2 separate regions of the Zea mays genome follow, and region 1 is linked to region 2. The links are chromatin contacts, called in public Hi-C maps. All regions are on one chromosome and are shown on one strand. Each heading gives the region's core, a stretch centred on a gene start, on an enhancer-like site or on the middle of the called end of the contact. The rest is flanking DNA. Distances are from core to core; before and after follow the strand shown. Region 1 holds the start of LOC103651303 (phosphoethanolamine N-methyltransferase 1-like). Region 2 holds the start of LOC103651302 (ABC transporter B family member 5).

Region 1 (4,094 bases), core at 845-3,344, 320 kb after region 2:
TCAAACTCAACTAAGCACTTACATCCAATGGAACGCTCAAGGGCAAACATAATCATGTTAATGGAAAGGTCAATACCAACAACATGTGTACCATACTTCTCAGCCATATAAAAGTCACCTCCCCCAATTCCACATCCAACATCAAGCACCTTCTGCCCAGGCTTAAGATTCAGTTTCTCCACAAATTCTTTTGTAGTCTCTGGTGCATAGTGATGAATAATAACATTTAATGGCACTGCACATACGATATCACAAAAAAATGACAAAAAGGGATGTGTCCTCTCACCAGCTCCACCAGTACTCACGTAGCCATCTCCAAAGATACGTTCATAGCGTAGTATTCCAGTGGCTTTGTACTGCACATTGTCCAAAAAACTTTGAAATCCCCCATCTTCTGATGAGTTTACTTTTTTCCATAGCCAACATATCTGGAAACAATGAAGTCATGTTAATCACTTATTTCATAGGAATGAAAGCGCAAGTCTATGTGTAGGTGTGAGGACAGAGAAGTACCTGGTTTTGATCTTTCTTGATGTTTACATAAGCTCCAATGCATTTGAATGTAATCAAAGAAAGTTTGAAGGAAGTGCCATCCTGATTAAAGGTTTGGCATTCTTTAAATACCTAGATGGGAAAAGACATTATCAGCAAATTCATAGAAAGCTGGTACTCAATCTAAGAAAACTAAAGAGTGGAGTGGGTAAGAACAGAAAGATTTGAATTGACTGAAATCATAGGGGGGGGGGGGGGGGGGGTGCATTCTCACCTTGGTATAAAACCTTGGTTCTCGATAGTGTGTTGGGTTAAATTTCCTTTCTGTATCTCCAGTTTGATGGAAGCAAGATTCCCTAAAGAAGATATAACCACCGACCTTCAACCATTTTACCATTCTTTCTACCAACTTGTCAATCTACAGTAAGAGAGACAGTTAGAAAAATCGGAAGGGACAAACATATCCCAATTCAGGTCAAATGATAAATGTAACCTTATCCACACGAAAAGTTGCAGTTAAGTTTTTTCTTTAGCGATAGACCTTGAACCAGTTTATGATTCTAACGTACGGTTTGATCCTTACCTCCTCATCTGAAAGATACATCAGCAACCAGTTTGAAAATATCAGATCAATGGAGTTTGCTTCAATCATCAGGTCCGTGGATGTAACATCAGCACACATAAAGGACGTGTTGCCATAGTGATCATTTATACTTCCATTCTACAAAACGATCAAATTTCAGCTACGAAGCCCTGAAAATATTTACATCACGGGGGAGTGTAAATTTCAGTACCTTTTTAATCACACTTTCAACGAAATCCACTGCAAAAACATGCCCAGATGTTTTAGCCAGTTCACCAGTAAAGCGACCTATTCCAGCTCCCAGCTCCAGTATAGATTTCCCTTCATATGAAGGAAGTAAAGACAGAACCTACAAAAAAGAAGCACCGGTACATCAAAATTTGAAGCGTACAAGGCTACGATCGCACGAGCATTAGCACGTCCTCATGTAGTCATGTTCAAGCTGATGAATCACAAACATACGAACTAAAACTAAAAAAAGCCGAGTGAAAAATATCGTCGCGGGATAAATCACCTCGGGGCGCTCCTCCTTGTCGAGTTCGGCGGCACGGGAGTCGAGCATAATGGCCTCGAGGTTGAGCTCCCCAGAGTGCTCCTCCCAGTAGCTCTTCTGCGCCTTCCTCTCATGCACGTCTAGGCGGTCTAGGCTCCCTGCAACAACACAGCCAGAAACCATCAGTCCCCGCAGTCAACTCCAGGACTCAATTCTCATACAAAACCTGCACGCCATGTGCTCGACAGTTATCTCAAACCAATTCAAACGTTAAATGAGCGTGCAACGGACCGATCGCTTACCATTCACAGCGGCGGCGGCGGCGGCCATTACAGCGACCCCGCGCGTTTGTTTGTTGGTTGGTGAGAGTGTTGCCAGGTTAACAGCCCTCGACGGCGACGCGGGCTTGGGAGAAGCTCCGGGCCCGGTGGTTACAGGAGATGCATTCAGAACCACCGAATCATGGCGATGTTTAGAATGCGAGGAGGCGAGAACCGTGGCGAAGCGAAGGCCAGTGGAACTGTGGTAGGGGCAGTGGAATGGGAGAGATTTTGATATTTGCCACGATCAACCGTGATGACCGGTCCCCTCTCCCGCTGTGAGTGGATGCTGCACTGCGCGGCTGCGCCGGCGTCCTTTTCCATTTCCATTATTGCAATCATTGCCGGACCATGTCGGATTCCACGGGAAAGTTTCTTTAACCGCCACCGTATTCGCATGGCGTTTATAATATATCCATATATGATACATTATCTATTTACATGTAAAAGTGTGCCATAGACTATTACTAGTATAATCATATGTGTTGCGACGGCACACAATCATATTTATTTTCCAAAAAAAATAAATTTAATATTTAAATGAACATATAGTTCATATATCAGATATCAAGTTGATAAAAACAAATATTATATGTTATCTTAACCAAAAGACCAAAAAATGTATGAGTTCAAAAGGAGCTAAACCCTTTTTATAGGAACAACACAATCATATTTGTTACCAATAAAAAATAAATTTAATATGGAACATATGGTTAACATATCAGATATTAAATCGATAAGAAAAAAATATTATATCTTATTTTAGCTAAAGGACGAGAAAAGTATAAGTTGAAAAGAAGCTGGATCCATTTTTATAGAATAAGTTTACATGACTTCTGACCTTTAGAGAGTGGTTTACTTCACCCCCTCACCTTTAAAACCGTTTACATAATCTAATTTTCGGCAATTGACACGTGGCCACCGAAAAAAAATTTTACTTTCGGTGACTTTCTGCAAGCCATCTAAAATTAAAGGTTTAATTTTGGCGTATGACCGTCGAAAATTAGGTATATAGGACAACTACTTATCTTTCTTCCTCATGTGTTCTTTCTTCCTCACGTGTTTTTTTGTGTCTTCGCGCTCTAGTCAACGCCGAACCGCACCACTACCCACCACATATGTGCCGCCGCACAAGCACCCCACGCTTGTTGAGACTGCCCTGCTAGACCACGCGCTTGTGGAGACTCGCCCGCGCCGAGCATGCCCTGCCACTGAGCCACCTCACTGGTGTCGACCCCCCATGCCCCGTCCCTAACGTTGCCCTCGCTTCTGTAGCCTTCCCCAACGTAGTCCATCATGCTCATGGTCTCCTGGTGTCATCCCATGTAGGGATGTAATCGGATCGAATACGGACGGATATCACTGAAACCATATTTGTTTTCATATTTTTATTCGGATTCGAATTCGAATACGGATAGCTTCGGATACGAATACGAATACGGATGTTCTCGGATACGAATACGGATAGCTGTGTGTCGAATACGGAACTAGTCGGACACGGATATTGTCGGTAACGAATTTTTTGTCGGATATCGTGTAAGACATCATTGCACACATATCATGTTGTAATCATGTATCCACTCCTTGAGTATAAACATTTTCTGTATTATATGTGTACATATGTCACTTTTTTTTGTAAAATTCATGAATTTTTAGCCTATGTGCGTGTATTAATTTATTTTGCATAAAATCATCAAAATGAAAATAAGTTACCAAAACTAATAAACATTTTATAAGAATATAACCTCAAGTCTCCACATGAAAATGGTAAAGTGAACTTGATACTTAGAGTGATTTCATGTGTAATTCACACAACAAGTGAAATTGAAATGAAAGAAATAGCATCATATTTTGGATTTTATGGTCCAAATATTTTGGAGGATTATATATGAACATATGGTATGCCTCCATAAATTTTCATGAATTTATGAGGCTATTTGTGTATTATTAATTTTTTTCTACAAAAAATCAACAAATGCACACTGCTATCCGGATAAGACATCCGGATATCCGAGAAGATTTATCCGAGAAAATATCCGGATATTCGATATCCGACGGATATCAGGCATATTGTATTCGAATTCGATATCCGAACAAAATATCCGTATTCGTATCCGTTATCCGAAAAAAAGTCCGAATATCCGAAAATTCTATCCGAACCAGTGTTCACCATCTTCGAATCCGGATCCGGACGGATATTTTCCGA
Region 2 (4,056 bases), core at 190-2,689:
TATATAATCTAGACATTGGATTATCATAATTCTATAATCTGCTCAAAAGATACTTATTTAAGATTATTTTTGATAAAAGACTTACTACTTATAACAACTTTAGAAAAAAATTACTTAGCGTTACCTTTTCTTACACTAAAAAAATGTCACGAGAGTGAAAAAACGGTATGAAACATAGATATGAACCGATAAATATTATTATGATATACAAAATTTATATGACAAAATATTACTGTAACACTAATATTAATTTTTGGTGGTTGACGCACCTCCAAGTTTCGGAGTTCTTCAAGCGCGAGTGCCCGCAAGCCTTCACCTACACGCACGACAGCCCCTCGCTCACCCACGAAGCAATAGCGAGAGCAAGCGATGAGGAGCCGGCTGTGGCTCGCGCGGAGGGGGAGATGACTAAGGGGGATCTGGGGCGACGCACGCGGGCGGGTAGGGGCCATAGGATGGACGGTCCGGGTAGCAGCCGTAAGACGGACTGTCCAGATTAACAAAAGACAGAACAAGGGAAGACAGACTACCCCTTACAGTCTTAATATAGTAGTATAGATTTAATCTATAAGCCCGAAACAAACAGCATCAATCCGAAACGCCGCCGTGAGCCGTCGCGGGTAGGTCGTCGGTAACCACCGCGGCCGCGCCGCTAGTCACTAGCTGGTCCGCCGCGCGCGTGCATGGAACAGACGTATGTACGTATAGTACTAGTGTGTGTGTGGCCATGTGGGCAGTGGGCACACTATACGCACTTACGCAGGAGCAAGCACAAACTGATTAACGTACCTTGCTGACCCGGTGGAGGATGGTGGCGTCGTCTCCGGCGCCGAAGCACTCGATGACGGCCGCGAAGACGACGGTCATGAGCGGCTCCGTCATGCCGTTGGCCACCGCGGCCACCGTGCCGACCGCCATAAGCGCGGCGTCCGTGCGGTCGGCATACTTGAGCATGTCAAGGAACGGCACCAGCTGCTTGTGCTCCGAATAGTTGGTCGTGGCCCCGGCTGCGTGGTCGCTGCTGCGGCGTCCCTCGTTCGTCGTCGTCGTCTCGGCATCGTCCTCGCTACCGTGTCTCGCTCCCCCAGCCATGAATCCCTTCTCTCTCTATGGCTGGATCCTAGCTGTTTGTTTGCACTACTGGTGCTTGCTTGCTCTCTCGCCTGTGGCAGCTCTTTGTACCTATACTCTCTATATATATGGCAGGCCTTTTGTTGTCAAATATCGAAGCCGGCTCATATGAGGTCCTTTGGTTCACTCGTTTGGTCGACCATACACACCTTAGCTTGTGCGGTGGTCATGTCGAGTCCTACTCTGATGATTCCGATGTTTATCCAGCATGGGCAACACGCGCGGTCGCGATTGATGGTTGGTCTAGCCGTCTAGGCCGGCAAGGGCTCGGATATGGGTGTGCAAGCTCGATCTGCTCGCTCCATCGCCATCGCCATCGCAACGCAAGAGCTAATATAAGCCTGGCTAGCGCCCACAAGGTCACACGAGATCGAGTTCAATTCCTAGGAAGCTAAGGTTGGTAGGTAAGGTAAAGTATGCATTCGTCATCGATTCATCGACTCCGTGGATCCGGCGGTTGGTGGTGGTAACATGCATATGTATCTGTCGTCGGCGAGGATCCGGCGGAGAGCCACGACGTATGGATGCGGTTGAATTCTCCCGTCCGCCATTATTTCACTTGTAGCGCGTCATGCTTATACCGATTTGCATCATCATTTTTGTGCAAGATGACACCGATTGCCATTGTTAGCCTCCATGATTTCGTGCTACTACTATACAGGCTGGGTGGTAGTGCCTGATGATGCCGTAGTGCTAGCTACTACATTGCCGACAACAGCATCGTCGGAGATAAGTTAAGAGATATTGCATTGGATAAAAGTTGTAACCAATAGATGTTTTGGTTCTAAGATAGACTAGAATCTAGTTTAAATTTGTACTGTATTTATCTAAAACAATCGGCTTCTATATCAGTCTGATTGGATGGCTAGCTGCGCGTCCAGGTTGACGTCGTCCTGATCAGCCAGATACGATAATTTTGAGCGTATAAGCGGATGCAGGTTAATAGCATCAAAATGACTTATTTTGCCCACTCATGCAGGTTGTGACTCTACATACAAGCAACCAAACATAATCCCAAGTAAAATCAACGCATGTGGTGATCTAAGATGAGATGGTGTGGACAACCAAACATACAATATGTGTACGCCAACGCACGCGAGCGGTTGTTCCTCGCTCATTCAACAAATAAATACACAACATAAGTAGATCAAAGTTTGGGCTACCAGTGATTTTTCTAAGGGTGCGTTTGGTTGGAGAGTTAACTAGAATGGACCGGCTCTGTTCCAGTTTTTTTACAAAGGATCCGTTCTTTTCTGCGTTTGGCAAGCAGAACAGAGCCGCTCCATTTTTTTGTTTGGTTGAACAGTATAATAGAGTGGAGTCGCTCAATTTTTTGTTTGGTTGGAGAGTCATATGAGTTGAACATGAGCGCTCGCATCCAGTCGTTTTGGTGGAGCAGGAACATTCCAACTATTTATGGTAAATTTTTATATGTAGATCCTATGAGCCATTCTGTTCTTCTATTGTTGGAAACCAAACATCTAGAAAATGAGAATTGAGCCGCTCCATTCTTTTCTACTCCTCAACCAAACACACTCTAAGTGTCTCGGTACTTTTATATGGTAATCAGAGCCATGGTGAGTTCACCGTCAGACTTCATCTACCTCCATGAATTCTCTCCTCAGCCTACCCGTCTCTAAGAAGCTATCGAAGTCTAACCATATGTTATGGCATACATATGTAATATGTTAAAGTTGATATCCGCAACACAAAGATGTTTGGCTTCCTAACCGGTGACACCAAGGAACCATCAGCCAAACTCTCTCATATGGGCAATGACATAAAAGAGATCAAGGTGGGCAATCCAAACTTCCAAAGTATGAAGATTGAGAACAAAGCCAGAGATCAACAGATCGTGAATTATGTGAAAGTCGCCTAGAGGGGGTGAATAAGAGAAACATGAAATTTATAAACTTGAACTCAAAACTTCACCCGAGGTTAGCATTAAAACATGTATAAATGAAATCGGAATGTGGAAGAGTAGTTCTTCTTGCTAAGAGTTGCTCAATCAATTGCGGATAGCTTTGGGAGCCAACTCAAATCGATCACAAGCAAGAAAACTAGAGAGGAGAAAGGGAAGAAGCAAATCGCAAAACAAAGATTAACGTGATGAACATGAGGGATTTGTTTCCCAAGGTTCGGTTCCGAAGAACCTACTCCTCGTTGAGAAGTCCGCGTAGGACGAATCTCTTTCAACCTGTTGAACCCCAAATTGAGCAGGCGGACGGTCCGGCCCTAAGGCCGGACGGTCCGCGGTCCGGACAGTCCGCGCCTGTGGGCCGGACGGTCCGCGCATGCGCAGAGCAGTTTAGGGTTCCGAGTTTTGTGCTATGTTTGTTGGCTAGATTTGCGGAATTAGCTCGGAATCCAGTCGTGTAAAGGGTCCAACCCCCCTCCTCTATAAAAAGAGAGGTCTACGGCCGATTTATCATCAACAATCGAATCAATACAACTTCTATTTCGCATTTTGTCCTAGGAGTAGTTCTAGTCTAGTTTAGCTTTAGCCTTCCAATCCCCAATTCTTCGTCTCTCTTCGACTCTACGTCGATTAGAGGAGTCTAGGTCGGCCGGCCCGAGCCTAGACACCACCTAGGATCTCTCCTCCCCGACGGGGTCCCTCCCGGGAGCGAAATCTAGGCACCGTCGGCGGTCTTCCGCCGCCCCTGCGCACGCGCGGACCGTCCGGCCCTAGGGCGCGGACCGTCCGGCCGTCAGGCAGGGAACTCGGGCTCCTGCACCAGGTCGCGGACCGTCCGGCCCTGTGCCGCGGACCGTCCGCGCCTGACCAGAAAGCACCGCCGCCTCGCACCAGGCCGCGGACCGTCCGGCCCCCGCGCGCGGACCGTCCGCCCCTGTGCAGAGAGCACCGCCGCTGGTTCTCTTGAGTAATTGGCGCCTCCAAAAAGGCGTCAATATACTTTTTGT

What was found. Hi-C and Micro-C count contacts between places; a contact is called where the count stands out from the background.
Region 1: a Hi-C map of leaf shows a contact between it and region 2, with 5 times the contacts expected there. The contact joins the promoter of LOC103651303 here to the promoter of LOC103651302 in region 2. A contact is called at or near these places in 4 of 25 Hi-C or Micro-C datasets (bundle sheath, ear, leaf and 1 more).

What each region holds. Positions count from the first base shown.
Region 1 is chr3:211,674,250-211,678,343 of Zm-B73-REFERENCE-NAM-5.0, forward strand. It overlaps LOC103651303 (phosphoethanolamine N-methyltransferase 1-like), which reads right to left and starts at 2,095. Exons shown (of 12, transcript NM_001320968.2): 1 at 1,871-2,095; 2 at 1,590-1,726; 3 at 1,287-1,424; 4 at 1,076-1,213; 5 at 767-910; 6 at 514-624; 7 at 287-428; 8 at 1-199. The coding sequence starts at 1,898.
Region 2 is chr3:211,354,162-211,358,217 of Zm-B73-REFERENCE-NAM-5.0, forward strand. LOC103651302 (ABC transporter B family member 5) reads right to left here and starts at 1,440. Exons shown (of 13, transcript XM_020550507.2): 1 at 790-1,440. The coding sequence starts at 1,092.